Linked DNA regions of Ovis aries: region 1 is linked to region 2. Evidence: chromatin contacts called from public Hi-C data. All regions are on one chromosome and are shown on one strand. Each heading gives the region's core, a stretch centred on a gene start, on an enhancer-like site or on the middle of the called end of the contact. The rest is flanking DNA. Distances are from core to core; before and after follow the strand shown.

Region 1 (2,700 bases), core at 5-2,504, 140 kb before region 2:
GGGGGGGCCAGGGTCAGCCACCCTGTTGACCGGCCCTGGGGGGGGGGGCTGTCCCATCTGTGTCACGTGGGCAGTCCTGTGTCCAGAGGCCCCTGCAGGACGTCTTCAGATGCTGGGGCGCTTGGACCTTTGACCCTGACTCCTCTCTGCTGTCTGTGCTCTCAGCTCTGCCCACCGGGCGTCCACGTGGCACCCTACATTCTCCAGGGAGAACCAAACTGTTCCTGGGGGTGGGGCGCCCTCCCTGGGTGGGCTCCTGCTGACTGGGGTTGGGGCGCAGCCTCGGCACCCCCCATTCTGAACCTGGAAGCACCTAGGACGAGGGGGCTGCTGGGAAGATGGGGCTCCGTGTGTGTGTGCATGCGCGTGTGTGGGTTCTGCCTTGTCGGGGGTGGGCTGGGCTGGGCTGCGGTGCCTCTGGGAGCTCCCCCAGCTCAGGGGAAGCTCCGAGCTGCCTGTGCTAAGGCTCTGGTGGCGTCCAGGAGATCGGGGAGGCCTGACCTTCCCTCCGGGGGCCCCCGTGTGCCAGTTCCCCCAGACGCGCCTCGGGCCCCGACGCTGGGTCCATCCAGGCTGCCGCTCCCATGCTTTCTGGCCTCTGCCTCCGTCTGGGACGGACGCTGGCCCTCCTGCCAGGCCCCGCCGCCCGCCCCAGGGGGCCTGTGCGCCTGTGTTCAGGTGAGCTGGCCCAGGTGCGGCCGGCCCTGAAGGCAGCCCTGGGAGAGGCTGCTGGGCATGAAGGGCCCTGGACGCCATGGAGACATGGAGCTGAGGGCGCCCCGGGGTCAGCCTGTGCCCGGAGCCCGGTCTTAGAACCCCGCTCTTTCCCCGGCCGTGGCCTGCACTTGGCCCCCGCCCTGGCCCAGGCCCCACGTCCGGGGATGGGCGCTGCCCACTGTGCCCTGTGGGTTGGGACCCGGGGCCTGGCTGGAGACCGACGCCTCCCCCCGGCCTGCAGCCTGGCCGCCACCCCCGCCCTGCCACGTCGCCGCTTCCACCCCAGCGGCAGGAAGCTGCGCGCACGCTCTTTCTGTAACGTTTTGGAGGGCTGCTGTTGCAGGGAACATCTGGCCGCTGTCCAAGGAACATAATAAGAGAGAGAGAGAGCGAGAGGGAGTCGGGGAGGAGGCAGGGGCTGGGGAGGTTTGGAAAAACCATCTGATTCCACTTTGCAAAGACAACTGCAGTTATGTCTCTGAGGGTTTCGAAGTCACTTCGGATTCAAACCGTGCCGGGTGACGTCAGTGGGAAAAAATGAAGCTCGCCCTGGTTCTGGGACACACACCACATGAAGTCGGTCCCAGCAAGCTCCCGGCCTGTGAGCCAGGACAGCGGATGGCCCACAGGGGTCTTGGCAGAAAGGCAGGAGCCGTGGGGGCAGGGGCCGAGGTCCGCCGCCCTGGGCATCCCAGGCTGTCCGGCCTCAGCTCCGTGGCCTGACCCAGGGGGACAGGAGGGGACCAGAAGGAGGGCAGAGTGAGACCATGGATGGGAGAGAGGTCAAGGTCAAAGGGAGCCCCGCGCAGTGTCCGGCATCTGAAGACGTCCAGGGGCCTCTGGACACAGGACTGCCCACGTGACACAGCCCTGGGCCCCTTCGGAACAGTTCAGTGTGTCCCACCCCCGCTGAGAGTGGAGGGCCGCAGGCCCCGGGATGGAGAGAATCCTGGCATTGCTGGGCCTCCAGCCTTGACGTCGGGAGGATCCCCCGGGCTGTGGGGTTGTCCCGGGCCTCAGCCCACCCCCCCACTCCAAGCACACTCAGGCCCCTGCACTTTGCAAAGTCAGCCTTGCAGCTTTGTGCCGAAGCCTGGGACCCTCACGGTGTCTGTCCACCGGTCCCAGCTACCGTGGGCGCTGGAGGGGGAGTGAGAAGGACCCACCCCGTCCCTCCTGCTCGGGGCTGCTCTGGTGAGGACCCTGCCTCTCCGGATGGGGGCTCCAGGGGTCCCGGAACACGGCAGGAACTGACATGGCCCTGGCTCCACAGGAGAGGATATGAGGCCCCCTTCTCCAAAATTCCAGGGGCTCCGTGGACACTCCCCAACCCTGACAGAGCCTGAGCCTCAGGACAAGGTCACTGCAGCCTCAGAGCCCTCGGTCCCTAGAGGTAGGCCCCCCACCGGGGAGGAAGGGCCTCCCACCACTTGCAGAGCCCCCAGGGCCACATGCCCTGGCCTCTGTGGAGTCCGCCGGGGTCTGAACGGTGGCCTGGCTTAGCTGTCGTCTCCACATTTGCTCTCCCAAGTGCGTTTTGAAAGAAACTTTGCAGAAAAGCCTGGTGACGGTGAGGCTGGGTGGACGCCGGCTGGAGGAAGGCAGATTCTAATCGACCCGCGTTTTCTAGCAGCTGACGGTGCCAGGCCCGAGGGCAAGGGCCCAGGGCCCGCAGCCAGCCTCCAGGTCGCCCCTGAGCAGCCTTGCTCCAAAGGGCCCCCTTTGTGGGGAGGAGGTTTGCATCCTGAGGTGCGGGGGACTTGCATGGGGTGCCGGGGCTGGGTGGGCTGGAGGCCCAGGGGCCACAGTGCCTGGGGGTGGGGCTCAGCCTGGAGGGGCCAGTGCTGTGACTGGAGGGGGACAAAGCCTGGCTCAGGACGGGGTGGGGGGCGGGGCGGGGCCGCCTGTCTGGGACGCGGTTCAGCTGTGGTGCAGCAGAGCCTTGACTCATGGGCTGGGGCCTCCTGGCCTCTGGGGGTCTGA
Region 2 (2,700 bases), core at 177-2,676:
GTTCACCAAGGACCAGCTCCAGCTGACCGGCGCATGAATTACAGACCTACATACCTGTTCACACAGCGCACACCCACCCAGACCACAGATGTGATTTATGCAGGCTGCAAAACAGCAAGAAAGAGCTATCCAAGAAAGAACTATCCAAACCAGAGAGAACATTTCACTTTGTGCGTTTCGTCCTTTACCTGAGCGGTGCTGAATACCTCCGAGAGCACGTGGGCAGATGTGGGCCCCCCAGGGTAGCCCCAGTGACCTATGGCCGGCGTGAGAGGCAGCACATGGCGGTGCCCGCAGACCCAACCTCTCCCCTCCTCCCCTCCCTCCCTGTTGGAACTGAAGGGCGTTTGCGGAATTTCACCTTCAGTCTGGGAGCTGGGGGCGGAGGTCCCAACACTGCTTCAGCGTCAGTGGCTGAACCGTCTGTTCAAAGCAGAGGGGATGGCTTGGGTTCTGAAAAGCCCCCTGACTCATCTTCCCTCCACTTTAAAAACTAGCACCGTTGCTCTTCTGGGAAGGGGTCTGAGGGAGGCTTCAGCAGACTTTTGAGGGGGCGGGGTGGATATTTCTGGGCTGGGGGAACCAAACGGAAGGGGCTGCGGCCACCCACCGCAGCCTGTAGGCTCCAGGGAGACCTCTCTGAGGCTTAATGGCGTGGAGGAAGAGAGGCAGTACGCCACGGTGGTCTGGGGCAGCAGGGTCCCTAGCCCTCATCCTCTGCGGCTGTCACCTCCCAAACACGTGTCTCCTTGGCTTCCCTTTTTGCTGGCAGAGGGGTCTCCACGCAGGAGGAGAGAGGGGGGAGGGGTGCTGGCGACCTCCGCCTGATTAATATCCCAGATGTGTGATCTCCAAGCTCCCCCCGAGGACTTCTCGGGAGTCCAGACCTCAGCGTGGGCACGGATGCCCAGCCTGCCATGCGGGAAGGTGGACAGCGGGTCGTGGGTAGGGGTGGACGCGCCTGCTGCAGTCTTGGGCGCCCCGATCTGGCTGGATTGGAAGTCCAGTCTCCACCCAGAAGAGGAGCTCTCAACTCCAAGCACGTGAAAAAAGCTAGGCGGGGTGAGATGCAACTTTTTTTAACTCCAAATGCTCGAACTCAGGGCGCCTCCACACTGGTTCTGGGGCTTGGCCAGGGGTGGGCACCCGGGGCGGGAAAAGTGGGGGTCCAGGATCGGCCTCGGGGGGCTCCGTCCGCGCGCGCACGCCGGCAGAGCCGGCGCCGTGCCCGCTCGGGTCCCCGCCCGGCCCGGGCCAGCCCCTTCCTCGCCGCCACTCGCCCGCTGGCCCCACCTCCCCGCCCGCGGCGCCCAGTGGGAAGCGGGGGCCGGCCCGGCCGAGCCCAGCGGCTGCTCTGATTTGCTGCGGGCGCCGGGGAGCCCCGGCCTCCGCGGGTGCCTTCCAGGAGCGAGGGCGGGAGGGGAAGGGGGAAAAGTGCTCGGCGCCCGAGGCGAGGTCGCACTCCTCCTTCGTCCCCGCGGCCGGCGCCGGACCGCACTCGAGCGCAGCGCCCAGGGGAGCGAGTCGCGGGGCGGCGGCGGCGAGGAGGAGGCCAGAAGGAACCGGAGGGGGCGAGGAGGCCGGGGCCAGCGAGCCGAGCGGGGTCCCGGCGCCCCGCGGACCGAGGTCGAGCCCTCCCGGCCGTGGGCGAGCGCGCCAGCCGACCCTCCCGGGGGCCACGGCCACAAAGAGCACGGGCCGGCGGCTGCTCCCATGACTTCCTAAGGCCGTGCCGGCCCCGCTGAGTCCGCTGCCCGGGCCGTGCCCCGCGCCCCGTGCGTCCCCGCGCGCCCGCCCCGCGCCCCGCACCGCGCGCCCCTCCGGCATGGACTTCCACACCCGCTGGAAAGCGCGCAGCCCGCTCCGCCCGGGCGCCCCGCTGCTGTCCCCGCTGCCGCCGCCGCTGCTGCTGCTGCTGCTGCTGCTGTGGGCGCCGCCTCCGAGCCGCGCAGGTAAGGGCGCGGGGCGCCGGGGCTCTGGGGGCCGGGGGCCGGTGGCCGCCGGGGCCGGCACGGCTGTCATCCCCGGGCGCCCGGCCTCTTCTGCGCCTGCACGACCTTCCCCGCTTGGCTGTGGAATGCGCGGCCCGAGACTCCGAATGCCGTTAGCTGGGGGCCCCGGAGAGGGGGGCGCGCCGGCACAGCCCTCCCCCGCGCCAAACGGGCCGACCGCCGGGGCTGTCGGGGGACCCGAGGCTGGGGCTCCGCGTAGGATGCGCCGGAGGGGCTGTCCGCCAGGCAGGCAGACTTTTGTCCCGAAACTTTACCTTCTGTGTCCCACATCGCAGGCGCGCAGCACGACTTCCTTTCCTGAAACCCGGGAAGGGTCGCCCCCTAGAGTCACAGCGGGTCAGTTCTGGCCGGGCCTCCCGGGAATAGGGGACGCGAGGGTGGAGGGCGGGGGACGGGAATCCCAGAAACGCAGCCCCCGCCATCTCCCGACTTCTCCTGGGAAGAAGGTTTTCTAGAGTTTGCTGCCCAAAGACGGGATTCCAGGCGCACGGCGGGGCGGGGAGATGTTGCCGGGCCTGGGCTGCCAGCGTTTACATGATGCACTGACGGGACTTCTGCCAGAGGTCTGCCCTTAGAAGGAGCCGTCTCCTGCGGGCGGCGACCAGCCGGCCAGCACCCACAGGGAGCCTGCCTGGATGCCTGCCGCCCCCACTGCCTCCCACACACTTTCCTGCCCTCGGGGGTGTCC

Evidence for each region. Hi-C and Micro-C count contacts between places; a contact is called where the count stands out from the background.
Region 1: a contact with region 2 is called in a Hi-C map of tail adipose tissue, with 6 times the contacts expected there. The contact joins the enhancer-like site here to the promoter of COL5A1 in region 2. A contact is called at or near these places in 9 of 16 Hi-C or Micro-C datasets (hypothalamus, liver, mesenteric adipose tissue and 5 more).

Annotation. Positions count from the first base shown.
Region 1 is chr3:1,833,270-1,835,969 of ARS-UI_Ramb_v3.0, reverse strand. No RefSeq gene overlaps it. Among named protein-coding and RNA genes, the nearest start is that of RXRA, 110 kb to the left of the region's middle. Within about 2 kb of position 1,254, at least 11 of the 54 cell types and tissues checked have an H3K27ac peak or open chromatin away from gene starts, as enhancers often do. A contact at or near this core is called in tail adipose tissue, where this site is marked.
Region 2 is chr3:1,692,472-1,695,171 of ARS-UI_Ramb_v3.0, reverse strand. It overlaps COL5A1 (collagen type V alpha 1 chain), which reads left to right and starts at 1,426. Exons shown (of 66, transcript XM_027966118.2): 1 at 1,426-1,952. The coding sequence starts at 1,826.